Regions from separate parts of the Mus musculus genome. Here region 1 is linked to region 2. A link is a contact called in public Hi-C data. All regions are on one chromosome and are shown on one strand. The core of a region is the stretch at or near the end of the contact, and the rest is flanking DNA. Distances in the headings are between cores, read along the strand shown. Region 1 overlaps Gna14 (guanine nucleotide binding protein, alpha 14). Region 2 has its middle 34 kb from the start of Gm32026.

The links. A called contact is a pair of places that touch in the nucleus more often than the background predicts.
Region 1: a Hi-C map of the N1E-115 cell line shows a contact between it and region 2, with 8 times the contacts expected there. A contact is called at or near these places in 3 of 484 Hi-C or Micro-C datasets (the AML12 cell line, the N1E-115 cell line and bone marrow-derived macrophages).

Annotation. Positions count from the first base shown.
Region 1 is chr19:16,523,117-16,529,632 of GRCm38.p6, forward strand. The region is part of intron 1 of Gna14 (guanine nucleotide binding protein, alpha 14); the gene reads left to right. Among named protein-coding and RNA genes, the nearest start is that of Gm41811, 57 kb to the right of the region's middle.
Region 2 is chr19:16,026,250-16,033,329 of GRCm38.p6, forward strand. No RefSeq gene overlaps it. Among named protein-coding and RNA genes, the nearest start is that of Gm32026, 34 kb to the right of the region's middle.

The sequences.
Region 1 (6,516 bases), core at 2,890-5,389, 500 kb after region 2:
ACGACACCCCTAACCTCACTACCAGTAACTGCCAATAATCCCTCAGGGCGCAGGGAGGGCTTCATGGAACTCTACCACTCACAAGGAAATGTTCACTGGCCCCAATCTTGAAGGTCATACATATGCAGACGCCTGCAGCTGCAGTGAGGTCCTGCGTGCAGTGGCCAGGTCGTGTCTGAAGGTCTCTTGGCCACACATTCCCCCCTCACCTGGCTTGTGGGTTCCTTCTGTCTTGATGTTTCCTTAGCTCAAGCTGTGGATTTTTCAAGGTCTTGTTCTCTGCTCATCTTTGCCACAAATTTTCTTTTTGGCTAAAAGCATCTAGTAAGGGAAGAACAGGAAGGGAGAAATTATGAAATTGCACTGTGATATCAAAAATGAAAGAGAGCAACGTGTAGTAACAGCCACACAGCAGCGTGAATCTATTACGCCTGTCGGACTCCGTCTGTTACCTTTAAGCGTAATTTCCTATAAGACTCAGGAAAAGTAGCCAGACCATTGCTTTGCTGACTCAAGAATGAGCACTGGACCTGTTGCCAACAGGTTCTTCATTTTCATCTAAAGCCTTGTCAGGATGGCTTTTGCTAACTGTGTTTCCATCCGCATACCCTCTTCTGAGAGAACATTAGAATTATCCACATTTGCATAATCTTTACCATTTAGTCTCTTCCTATCCCATTCCTCCACACTTCCATCTTCCTCCCACAAACTCCCTTTCCACATCATCCAGTATATTTACAACCATCCTACATCTTGGTATCTATTTTCCAGGCTTCACTCAATCAAGTCAGGATAACAAACCAAAAGTAACCACCAAAGATAATATGAATCTTTCGGTTGTTTTTGAAAATGAAATAAATAGGGCTGGAGAGATGGCTCAGCGGTTAAGAGCACTAACTGCTCTTCCAGAGTTCACTTTCCTTCCACTCACAACATATCCAACTCTGGAACGGTTGTCACGATGTGCCAGGGCAGTTCTGACTGCAGGCTCTCTTGGAGTCAGTTGTTCTAATGTTAGTGTGGCCTCAGCACCCTCCACAGGCTCTGAGCCACTCCCTACCAGTGCCCTGATGCTAGGATTTCTCAGTGGATGTTACTGTAAGAATGGGAAGGGGTGCTTATTTTCAGAAGTAGCAGTGATATGTGGGAGGCTCTACAGCCATTCACGAAAACACGTGCGTTTGCCCTTTTTGTAAATCAACCAGGAGTCAGTCTCCTTCAGCAGGTGAATTCACGATCTTTCTAATAAGAGGCGTGAGTGATGCTGATGGAAGTTCTGCTGTTTTATCTGTTAGCCATAAAACATACCAGGATAGGATTCTCCTTGACATTCATGTGATTTATTAATCTCCAGGGTAAACTAATGGAGCTCTAGAGAATGCTCCAAAGTGGAGTTTTGTTGAAAACAAGTATATTACTTTCCTAGGGTTTTATAAATGAGCCACGGACACAGAATAAACTAAACTGTATAGCCTTTTATTTTAACCTCTTGGGAGAGGGGTGACAGATGGATGTGGAGGCCCAGGGTCTTACTATGTAGCCCAGGCTGGCCTCAAATTTATGAGCCTCCTGTGATAGTCTCCTGAATGCTGAGATTCGAGAAGTGTGCCAGAAAGCAGCTGAGTTGAGTAGCTCTTTGCAGAGGATTGATGCTTGCCCATTACAGAGATCTCTGGATCATGTAACTGCATTCAAGAAATGAACACAAACCAATGCCAAATGCTTCCTGCTGTAAGATAATTAATACTGAGCTAAATGCTTATATTGAATTTTTAGTGCATCCCGCCTTTATAACATTATGAAGATTTGATTATATAAGTAAATAGCTCAACTTAATTTAGAATGGAAACTCGCCTTGGTGTCTCTCTGTATAGGACCTTTTAAATGTATTGATAGCAAAATGTGGAAAGTGCACTGTTTTCTGTACTTTATGTTTAAAAACTAAGACCTCAAAAAGTCCTGATGATTAAAAGATAACGGGTGTGTCCCTTTAGTTTTGATTGCTCGAAGAGCAAGAGAGCTGGGTAGACAACTTAGCAGTTAAGAACATTTGTTAGGGAGCAAGCTTCAGTTCCCAACACCCCCATGGCAGCTCACAATCATCCATAGCTCTTGCTCCAGGGGGATCTAATGCCCTCTTCTGCCCTTCATAAACACACATGGGATGCACAGACATGCAGCCAAACACTCACACACCTAATTTTTTAATCTTAAAAAGAAACTTCTCACAGATGCTTTGAATTTGAAAGTACATCTTAATAAAAGTGATATCCATGACGAGACGATGGGTCGCATGGTTGCTCTTGCTATCACTTGAGGATACCGATTCCTAGACCTCTCCTAGTCGTCCATACTACACTGTGTCTCCTGCTGTTAAACGGTGCTGTGGTTGCATAGAAGCTGCTTACATGCTCTCACGTGCTTTAGCTCAGCTCTGTATTACCGATGGTACCTAAGAGGATAGGAATGTGGCTTACATAGTTGTTACATGGTAGCATGGTAATGATAGGAAAATAGGCTTAAAAATTCAGTATAGTTGGGGGTCCTTTAAATTTTCTATTGCAGGTTTGATTGTTTTGTGGAGGTGTGGATGGGGAGCTGTGTGCATGTGGGAGTCAGAGGGCAGCTTGGGGTACTCAGTTCCTCTGCCATGGGGGTCTTCAGGATTGAACTAAGTCATCTGGCTTTTGTAGGGACCCTGTTGGCCTAGATGAACTCTTAAAAAGTATCTCTCATCCATATCTCACATCCATGGATGTGATATCTCCCTCTGAGAGGGGCTGATGTGCTTAGAATCATGGCATTTTTTTCTTTTGCCTAGATCGTAAAGATAACTGGGCATTTTAATAAATCCGAAAGATCATCAGATGCAATGCAGCATTTGTTAAATCCCTCCTCTTTTTAAAAAATATGTATCTTAAGCTGGCTTTTAGGTTTCATCATTTAATTTCTTTCAACTTTCCCTTTTTGTTTTAAAAACCTCCTGTTAGCTCCTTGTTCTCAAAGAGTAGCTGCGAATCTGTCTCGATTTGCTTCCCATTCAGTTGTTGCACAAGTCAATCTTTCTTGTCCTTTAATGGCTAAACACAGGAATTCCTCAACATAAGAGAATAGAAGCTAGGGAAGGTGCCACGGCTTTGACGGTGAAATGAGGCTTGGGCAGACTTGAATAAGTGAATCTTACTGCTTCTCTAAAAATATTTTCTCCTTGGAAATGGAAGAGTAGAGCCTTGGGGGCCTGAGGATTCATGAAGAAATGAAATCGGAACTTGGTAGAAAAATTCAACTGAAGACGATTCAACTGAAGACGATGTAGCAGCTGGAACATTTCTGTCCCAGGTGGATTCTATCAGAAATGTCCTTCAGAGGGACCCTGCAGCAGTGTCTCCCTCCAGGTCACAGAAGCCTCCATACTACTGGCCACAGCTGCATATTCCCAGGCTCTCACTGAGGCAGATGAGACTCAGCTGGGGACTAGGGAACAGAGAATCTGCATTTCATTGGGTGCTTCTCGCTTCTTGACTAGTTCTTTGGCTTTACCCAGAGCTGGCCCGCTTTTCTCATAAACCCATATCTGCAGGAGGACAAGTCACAGGACAGCAGCCCAGGCAGCTGCAGAAACTTCCGTGACCCAAGGTCAGCCCAAGCTGGAGAGTACCAAACAAAGTTACAACAATTTCCTCTGGGCAGGCCTCTGCAGGTGAGAACTGCTTCAACGTAAAGGTTACAAAAGACGGTTTCTGAGTTTATTTATCACGACTCCACAAAAGGCTTGACAGAGAACCTGAGCCCCACAGTATGTTTGGCACCAGGTCTTCATCAGAAAGCCGAGCAGCAGGAACCTGGCATGAAAGAGCTGGCTTTGCATCTCCAGCAGGTCTTCCCACTCCAGGCAACCCCCTCCTAACTGCTTTCCCAAACGGAATCAACATGGAGGTCGATAAGCCATAACTATCCATCCCTGAACACTGGTGTGTCCTCTATCAAGAGAAACAAGATCCCTGTTTAGAGAAAGCCCACTTGGCAATCAATCGGTCGCATTCATAGCCCTTCAGCCTGTTGCTAATGTAAGTTAGGTGACATCCCCATCTGTCTTCATTTTTGTGAGTTAAGCTGTACTGTCTCCAGAGTGTCTGCTGTAACCCTAGGCTGAGAACACTGGCTTCTGGGAGGCGGGCTTGCAGGTCAGGAAATGTGCTAGGTCACTGCCTGTCTCAGGAACTTGATTAGTTCCCTGCCTTAGTTCTCAGGGAGCCAGTCTTTCTGGATTCTGGGTACATTCTAGAACAATTGGTTTCTGTTCAGTTATCTCTTGTCTATCATTCAAAAGGTTTATTTTGTTTTGCCTTCTATTTTTTCCTGGCTTCTAAAAGCAACTTATTGCCACCCCCTCACCCTCACAATGAGCTTTCTTGTGTTATTTGAAGTTAAATTAATACTTGACCTTAATTTGTGTTCTCAGTCTCAGAGGTGTAGGGTCTTAGTGTACAGATGTTTTTGTGTGTATGGGTTTTGTTGTTGTTGTTGTTATTGTTGTTGTAGTTGTTGGTTTGGGCCTGTTTTCAGCTCTGTGTTTGTAGCCTTGCTGTTCTGTATCTGCATAAGGTTCCTGGTGGAATTTCAGAGGCCCTGAAGAGGGAAGGGATCAGGATTAGGAGAGCCTCTTGGATGAGTAGTAGAAGGAATAGTTTTATCTACATAGGACGATCTTTTGTGGGTAATTCCCCAAAAAGCTGGGAAGAATTTCTGCTGGGATATTGTAAAGTCACTTTTATTTACTTTAGTCATCACAGGAAATACAAGGTTTTCATAGCTTATAACAAACATCTGAACAATATATAAAATAAAATATTAGATAGTCACACAAGTATCATATGGAGATGCCCAAATCACAATATTAATGCACACATGACTGAGGCTTAGGAGACACTTCTGGACAGTATAGTCAAGAAGACGACTGTAGGAAAGCTTTCAGCCCTGCAAGGCCAGAGGCCCACAGCCCTCGCTCATAGTCAGCAGGGAGCCTGTGGAGAGGAGAATAGAACATGTGTTATCTATACTCAAGAGACACATGTCCATTTACCCAGTGCTGAGGGTACTGGTCAAGAAAGAACAGTTGCTTAATGGAAAAGGGGGCAAAACTGCCTAAGTGGAGTTTCACAGCAAGAGATGGGTGGGGTGGGGTGGAGTGGAAGGAGGGGTGTCTTGATGCTCTCCTGCTGAGATGTCAGCAATTATGGTGACAGGAAGCAGACAGGAGGTCTTTTGGTGAATCTGTTACTGGCCTGAGTGTCTTGCCAGCTGTTGTCCATTGCCTTTATTATGGAAGGCAGTGGCAGTGAGAGGACAGGCAAGCAGCTCACATAGCAGGCTCTTGACGGACACAGATAAGAATTGAAAAGTACAGACATGCTTAACCTAATGATGGCCATATGTTCTGTAAAACACATTTCGCCATTGTCCAAACATAATAGATTATATTTACACAAACCAAGATGATACAGCCTCTGCAAGCATAGGCTGTGTGTATAGACTGCAAATCTATGCAATATATCACTGTCCTGAATACTGTAGGCAGTTATAACACGGTGGTATTTGTGTACTTGAACATCCCTCAATGTTAAATGGTAAGTGACAATATGGCATGATGGGAATTGTTTGGTTTCATTATAAGCTTAGAGCCCATCATGTACATGGACATTTGATATGGTCTGACATATATGACTCCCATTGTGTACATTGGCATCCCCTTGTTGGTTGGGATGTCATTTAGTGACTTCAAATATGCAAATGGAGAAATGCAAAGTAAACAGAGAGGTGCCATTTCCCTTATTTTTACTGAAGACTGAACCTGTGTTGCTGCATGCCGAGTCTGGGTGGAATTTCTCCTGGAGCAATCCCTGGTAATCTAACACCAAAATTCCCTTTCCAGACCAAAGGCTTGGCCCCTGTTTGGAATAAAAATCTGATGTGAGTGGAGGGTTCCTTCTTTCCTCCATTTGCAGGAGAAACCCCACCAGGCTCATTTTGGACTGATGCAATTAGCCCAGCAGCATGGGCCCACACCCATGTTTTAGAAGATAATTGGCTAAAGTAGTGGGGTGAGGAAGGAGAGCTAAGCCAGCCACTCCTCAATTAAAAACCACCCAGTAAAAAACACTAGTAGTTTTCATCCCCAGAGGTATGCTGTTGGTTGTTCACTTTTTCCTCTGAATAAATGAATAAATGTGTACATGAAATCTGAATGTGGAGTTTCTTTTTGGAACTGGTAAATGGATAAGCTCAGATCCTTGATTTGAGCTCACCAATCCCTGTGGCCCTGCCACAACTGCCACTGTAGAAGGCATGATGTCATGACCTACCTTCACTCCCTCTTGCCTGCTGCCCCCTGCTGCTGGAGCCATCCCTGGTCTAACACAGTTCTGCAGGATGAAGGAATAAGGCTTTCCTTTTGTAATTTCAGTTTGTGTAGTAGGGGAGACCTTTTATTTAGGAAAGTACCACATTGTCATGGGA
Region 2 (7,080 bases), core at 2,167-4,666:
TACACAGAGAAACCCTGTCTCAGGAAAAAAAAAAGAAAATAGGAAGTGCAGTAGGCTCTCATTAAAAAACAAACAAACTATCAAGCAGTCCTGTCCCTGTGCAAGCAAGCAAACACATCCTTACTGGTGATGGTAAAGAGGATACATTGGTTCTTACTAAGTGTGCCCATTTAAAAGAGGCACCCACATTGCAATGCAGCCTTTGTAGAGGTGTGAGCCTCAGCCCTGCACTCTCCGGCTTGGATATTGCAATATTTCTACATAGTCTCTATATAAATTTCTGAAATCTCAACACTTGGGAGATAGGTGCAGGAAGACCAGTTGAAAGCCAGCCTGGGCTATACCAGACCCTGTTAGAAAACAAAGTCGCGAGGTAGAGTGAACGGGGGTCTTCGCTGTATCTTTTAGTTGCTGTTATGATTGCTGCTGTCCTGTTCTGATACAGGATCTCCCATAGCCCAGGCTGGCTTTGAACAGTGTAGCCGAGAGTGACCTTGAGTTCCTGACCTTCTGTTTCCACCTCCCAGGTGCTGGGTTACAGATGTACGTGACCATGCCCGGTTTTCTCAGTCTTTTCTGAAGTGAACACTGCTGTCTCCCTGCTTCTTGTTTTCTTTGCTATTTAGACTTACTAACTTTATTTTATGTCTATGGGTATTTTGCCTGCATCTATATCTATGTACCACTTGGGTACATGGTGCACTCAGAGGTCAGGAGAGTGTGTCAGGACCTCTGGAGCTGGAGTATAGATGGTTGTTGAGCTACACATGGGTGCTGGAAACTGAACCTAGGTCCTCTGTAAGAACAACACATGCTCTTACCAGATGACCCATCTCACTAGCCCCATTCTTACTCTCTAGCTTTCGATAAAAGCTGTGTCTTTTCCCTGGTCATCTCCTAGGTGCCCAACAAGATGGAAATTTAACTCTTCAATCAAACATCATTTGTTTTCATGTTTGCAGAAGGGTATGATGTGGTTGAATGGCATATCACAGTACCATTGTATCTTAATTTTCTATTGCTTTGAAGAAACGCCATGACCAAGGTAATTTGTAAAAGAAATAATTAGGGGCTTGCTTACAGTTTCAGAGGTAGTCCATGACCACCATGGCAAGGAGCATAGCAGCAGGGAGGAAGGCAAGGTGCAGGAGCAGTAGCTGAAAGTGTATGTCTTATCCACAAGTTGGAGGCAAAGGGAGATAGAGAGGGGGAGGGAGGGAGGGAGAAAGAGAGGGGGGGGGTTCTGGCATGGGATTTTGAAAACTCAAAGTCCATCCCAATGACACACCTCTTTCAACAAGGCCACACCTCTTAATCCTTCCCAAACAGTTCCACCAATTGGGAACTAAGCACTCAAATATATGAGCTTATGGGGGTCATTTTCATTCACACTATCATACATTGTATACCTATAAAACTCACTCCCCACTCCAAGCCAGTCATACTTAAGAATCTGATTATTCTAAAAAGTAGAAAATAGCTTCAAAATCCTTTGCTTTTTAGGAGGGTTCTTAGCTTAACAGAGAACTCAAAAATATGTTTATATATTTAAAATAGGCCTAGTTAAAATAAAAAGTAGAAATCTTTGTGGGAAAGGTTTGAATAATTGAGGGTGTTAGGGACTTAGAGGAAAGTACCCAGTATGTGCAATGGCTGGAGACATTTTATCAGCAGACACAAGCAGAGAAAGTTTCCAGTGTTTGCCGTGCTGTGCCAAGCTCTCGGTAAAAGTCCACAGTGTGGATGTAGTTGTATTAAGATAATCGTGCTGTGCAGAAATCAAGATGCACACAGGCTTCAAGTGCAAGCTGACTAGAGCAAGGGATCATGGGAGGAGTGATGGGAGCAAGCAGCCTCGGTGAGGGGTCATGGCCAAAGGCGAGGGATGGAAGAGAACTCCAACTCCTCTTGACAGATGAAATGGATTTCCTTCTTTTTATTCAAGTGTTAAAGGGCAGGTGCCCTTGAAGAAACGGAAGTCTTAGATGACAGTGGATGCCAGATATTTGAGTCTTATCTTTATGAACCGTTCCTATGAGGGTTAAATCAACTCTGCCCCAGGTATTTTTTAAGTTCACTGAATCTGAAAAGGTGCACGTCTTTATTTTTCCCACATGAAAAGCAAGTGCAGAGAGGGCCAGCCATTTGTGCAACGTGTGCAAACTGGAAAACATTGCTTGGATGCCCACCACACCTCCCTCTGTCGCCAGCTTCCACCACACCCTCCTCTGTCGCCAGTGCCCAGATGCCCGCCACACCCTTCCCGGCCACCAATTCCCACTATATTGCTCTTCAGAAAGCACTCAATCTCTGGGTCCCTCGGGTTCTCCCATGACTTCCTTACCTCGCTTTGCTGAGTCCCTTTTCCATTTTATCCTCAATTCCATTTCTGCATCTTAGGGCCTCTAGATTTTTTTTTTCCCCTGAAAAACCAACACAGCAGAATGCCAACTACAGTTTTCTCTAAAAAAAAAAAAAGAAAGAAAGAAAGAAAAAGAAAGAAAGACAAACAACAACAACAACTATGGATTTCTAGTTTTTACATTTTTTTCTAGATGTATTGTCTTTTTAAAAATCTTTTAATAATATTTATTTTTATTTTCCTTTTGTGGATGTAATTATGTGCATGTCTGGGGTGTGTGTGCGCATGACTATAGGTACCAGTAGAGATCAGAAGAGGGTGTCAGGTTCCCTGGGGTTGGAATTACAGGCAGTTGAGAGTTGACTGACATGAGTTCTGGGAACTGAACTCAGTTCCTTTGCAAGAGCACTAAATGCTCTTAACCACGGAGCCATTTGTACCAGACAAATAAATCTGTCTGATGTGGAAAGCAGCCATCACAGCCCACCTCTCTGCAGAGAAGCGGTAGAATGCTGACTTAACTTACCCGAAAAGAAATGTTCTCTATTAGCCAGCGAGTAAAAGCAAAACAAAAAGGGAGGTGTTACTTGACTGTTTACACTAGCATTGGTCATCAGGATGCTGTGTTCACTATGAGGCTACCTGATACCACCTTGGCATGGATGTACTGGGAAGATGTGTACGGCTACATGCAACAGAGTACGACTAAAATGTGACCTTGCTACTCCAAGCTTGCAGGTACACTGCGTTGGTTTCGGTTTCTCTGGTCGCCTGTGGTTTCCACCATGACCACTAGGTGGCAGCTGTGGCTCCAAGCTGAAGAATGTCTAGGGACAAAAGCTGGAAATTACTGTTACCGAGGAAGAAGCCCCTTCCAGATCTTTCGGTTATGGCTTGGATATGAAGTGTCCTTCCTAAGAGGCTGTGTTGAAGTCTTGGCTCTGGTCTGATGTTCTTACTGAGAGGTAACTGAATTACAAAGACACTAACTCCATTAATGGGTGAGTCTGTTGATGAGTTCACAGCGGAAAGAGCTTCCCAACTTGGACACGTTCCATAGTTACATAAACCCTTGTGTCTCCACACCCTTGTGTCTGTGTCTCAAATGGCTCAATAGAGACCCAAACCTTTCCTGTCACATGCCAGATTGCTCAAGTAAGTCAAGAGAACTCCAGATTTAAGGAGAACTCTGCTGTAATTTAGGTATCTATGAAAAACAATGGCTTTACTACCTTGGTACACTGTAGGGAGAGTTGTAGGGAGGTAGGACCTTACACAGCAGTGGAGCAAGACGCACTGTCTCTGTTCCTGGAGCTCAAAATACCGGAGTAGGGAATTTTGGGTAGGAAGTAAGTCTGGCTACTTAATTTAAAAAATATATTTTTATTTTATTTTATTTTACTTGGTTTGTTTTCAAGGTAGAATTTCTCTGTGTAGCCCTGGCTGTACTGGAATCTGTAGACCAGGCTGGCCTCGAACTTAGAGATCTGCCTGTCTATGTATCCTGAGTGCTGAGATTGAAGGCCTGTACCACCACCACCACCACCTCTCTCTCTCTCTCTCTCTCTCTCTCTCTCTCTCTCTCTCTCTCCCTCCCTCTCTCTCTCCCTCCCCCCCTCTCCTGTGCTCTAAAAATTATGATTGGCATGCCTTTTTAATAAATGCATATGACTATTCTGGACTATTAAGAGCAATTGGTTCTGTCCTTGTTGTTTGAGCTAAATGCAAGGATTTAGATATAATTTGAATTTGAGGTTGAATCAGGGACCTGGATTTTCTGGGCTTCACCGCAGACCGGCTTGTAGGAAGTTGTCAGAGCACTGTGCCTTGCTGGTCTGTTTCCTTATAAATACCTACTGTGTTTTATTTAAACCATATCCCCACGTCACTCAAGAAGACAGACTGCAAGAGTCACTGGCTCTCTCTGTCCCTTTCCCCAGCATGACCACATCGAGATTTACTGAGTAAACCTCCCCCCTCTGCTTCTCTCTATGAATTTGGCTCCTTTAATTGGCCTGTTGAGGATGGACGACTGAACCTGGTTTGCTTGAGGCAAAGGCTGTGACCCCTAAGTGGATATTTTTAAAGGAATACAATAGAGATTTCACAAAATTCAGCTTCAAATCGAAAATTAATAGCTATACAGAGATGTCCGAATGTGATGTCGCATATACCTAGGAACACAAATGACGATGAACCCAACAGGTCAGAACTGTAAAGCACCACTGCAAATAAAATTACCCAAACTAGGATAAAAAGGAGACACATAGAATTTTTGGGAAGAAATGAAAATATATGGAGGTGGGGGGGGGAGATCCCAGTTAAATTAAACAACTAGAGATAAGATAAAAATGCTTGGATGAAAAATGTACCAAATGACATTAGCAGCAGACTAGACATCATAAAAGGAAAGTGAACTGAAAAACCACAGGAAAGATTTTGAAGTACAAGGAAAAATACAGGGGGTGGGTGTGGGTCTCAGAAAAAAGAGCTGAACACCAGTGACCTCAGAAAAGCATCCAGAAGACGGATGTGTATATAATTAGATTATAAATGAGGAAAAAAGAGAGGGCAGACAAATATTTCAAGACACTTTAGACAAAAATTTCTTAATCTCATGTAAACCAAAAAGCACAATTCACAAATCGATAACAAACACAACCAATAAAGAAAAGTGTGTAAATGTGTATCTGGGTCAGACTTCCAAAGTCAAGGGAAAGTCTGTGGCTGGGGAGATGACTCGGGCACTGAGATGCTCCCCTTGCAAACATCACTCCCAGAACCCATGTATCTAAAAGCCAAGCATGGTTGTGCATGCTGTAAGCCTAGGGTTGGGGTGGCAGAGACAGATGGTTCCTCATGGCTCTCTGACTGCCCAGCATGCTGACTGGGTAAGCTCCAGCCCAGTGATGGGGAAGATGGCTGCTGCCGGAGAGATAGCATCTGAGGTTGAACTTTTAACTGTCACATAACACACATGCACGTCCGCCTTCACACATGTGAGCTTACACATATACACACACTTCACACACAAGAAGAAAAAGTAAGCAACAACAACAACAACAACTCTAGAGAGTGACAAAGAGTAGAATTGGATATTGGTTTTGGTGTCATCGCTTGTGTCTTGAATGTCCCCTGAAGATGTGTGTTGAAGGCATGGCTAGTTGCCTGTGGTGCTACTGTGTGAGCTGGTAGAACTCTCTGGAGACAGGGTCTACTGCGCGAGGATTTGGTCACTGTGGTTATTCTCTTGAAAGAGACCCCCTTTTCTTTTTGTTGATGTTGGGGTTTCTGTGTGAGCAGGGTTTTTTGTTTTTGTTTTTTCTTTTTCCACCTGCTCTCACCATAGCATCCTCTATGGGGCCAAGAGACTACTGATAGAAGTTCTTTCTCCTCAGGCACAGGGATGGAATTCTAATACACCAGTCACTCTGAATATCAGAAAGCATAAAGCAACTAAAGAAAGGCACTGTCAACATGAAGGCAAAAAAGGTTTTGGAAAGTGAAACAAAAATAAAACAAAACCATGTATCACCACTCCTGGAAGTTCTTACTATATATATACGTGAAGGATATAAATATAATTTGGAGGTAGACTGTAATAAATGAAATATTGTATACCCTAGACTGTCTGCTAAAAGCAAAGGGCAAGATAGTAAGTGTAATAGATAAATAGTAGAAGTAAAATAGGGTTAATAAAATGCAAAACTAACCTACAACAAAGCAAAAAATTAAAGAAGAAAAAAATAAAATACAGACAAGACAAACAAAACACATATAACAAAATGATAGATTAAGCCACTACATCTATTAAAAAATGTTTAATATAGAAAGATACAAATAAGTTAAAACAAAACCAAACAACACACACACCAAAACAAAACAGCCATAAAACAAAAATCACAAGAGATCTAGAATAGCTACATTAATACCCAAGGACACTTCAGGGCACTAAATAACCCTAGAGTTTTCAAGGGACAATTCACCATGAAAATGGGATCAAATCATTATTGACTTGACGTCTATACTGTCAATAGACTATGTCATCTAAAACGGGATCCTTAAGATACATGAACCAGACACCAAGAGAACTAAGTGAGAATTAAACCCACATGCTATAGAACCCTTTAGTAGTTGGTGAATAAAATAAATACACAAAGTATCAAAAAGACTGAAGAACTCTCTCTACTTTCTAATTGCCATTTCTGGAACATTTCGTCAGGCTACAGAACATACATTGTTTAAATGCACAGGGAACAGCTACCAAGAGGCGACCCAAATAAGGTCACGACTTGGGCTTCAGGTTTGAGGTTTTATTGTTGTTTGTTTTCGTCTCTTGTTTTTTTAGAATTGAAATCACACAATTCATAAAGTAGAAGATAATAACAGAATGACAAATGATCTAGAAACTAAGACAACACCCTCTAAGTAACCCACAAGGCTTAGAAGAAATCACAAGGAAAGTGGAATAAGACTAAAAACAACATACAAAAACACATCTGACACAGAGCATTGTTGAAATGATCTCTGCCCTATGCAGGGCCCGCCTCAACCCTTTCTCTCTCCCTAGACCCAGAGGTCCTCAGCAGTCGGAGTCCAAATCAATTCCTTGTTTTTAAAGCCAGCAAGATTTTAGGATTATTAAGTAACAATGTGTAATTTTACTTTTCCAAAGCAATAAAGAAATTTCAGAGAACAGGGGTCTCCTCCTTCTTCAT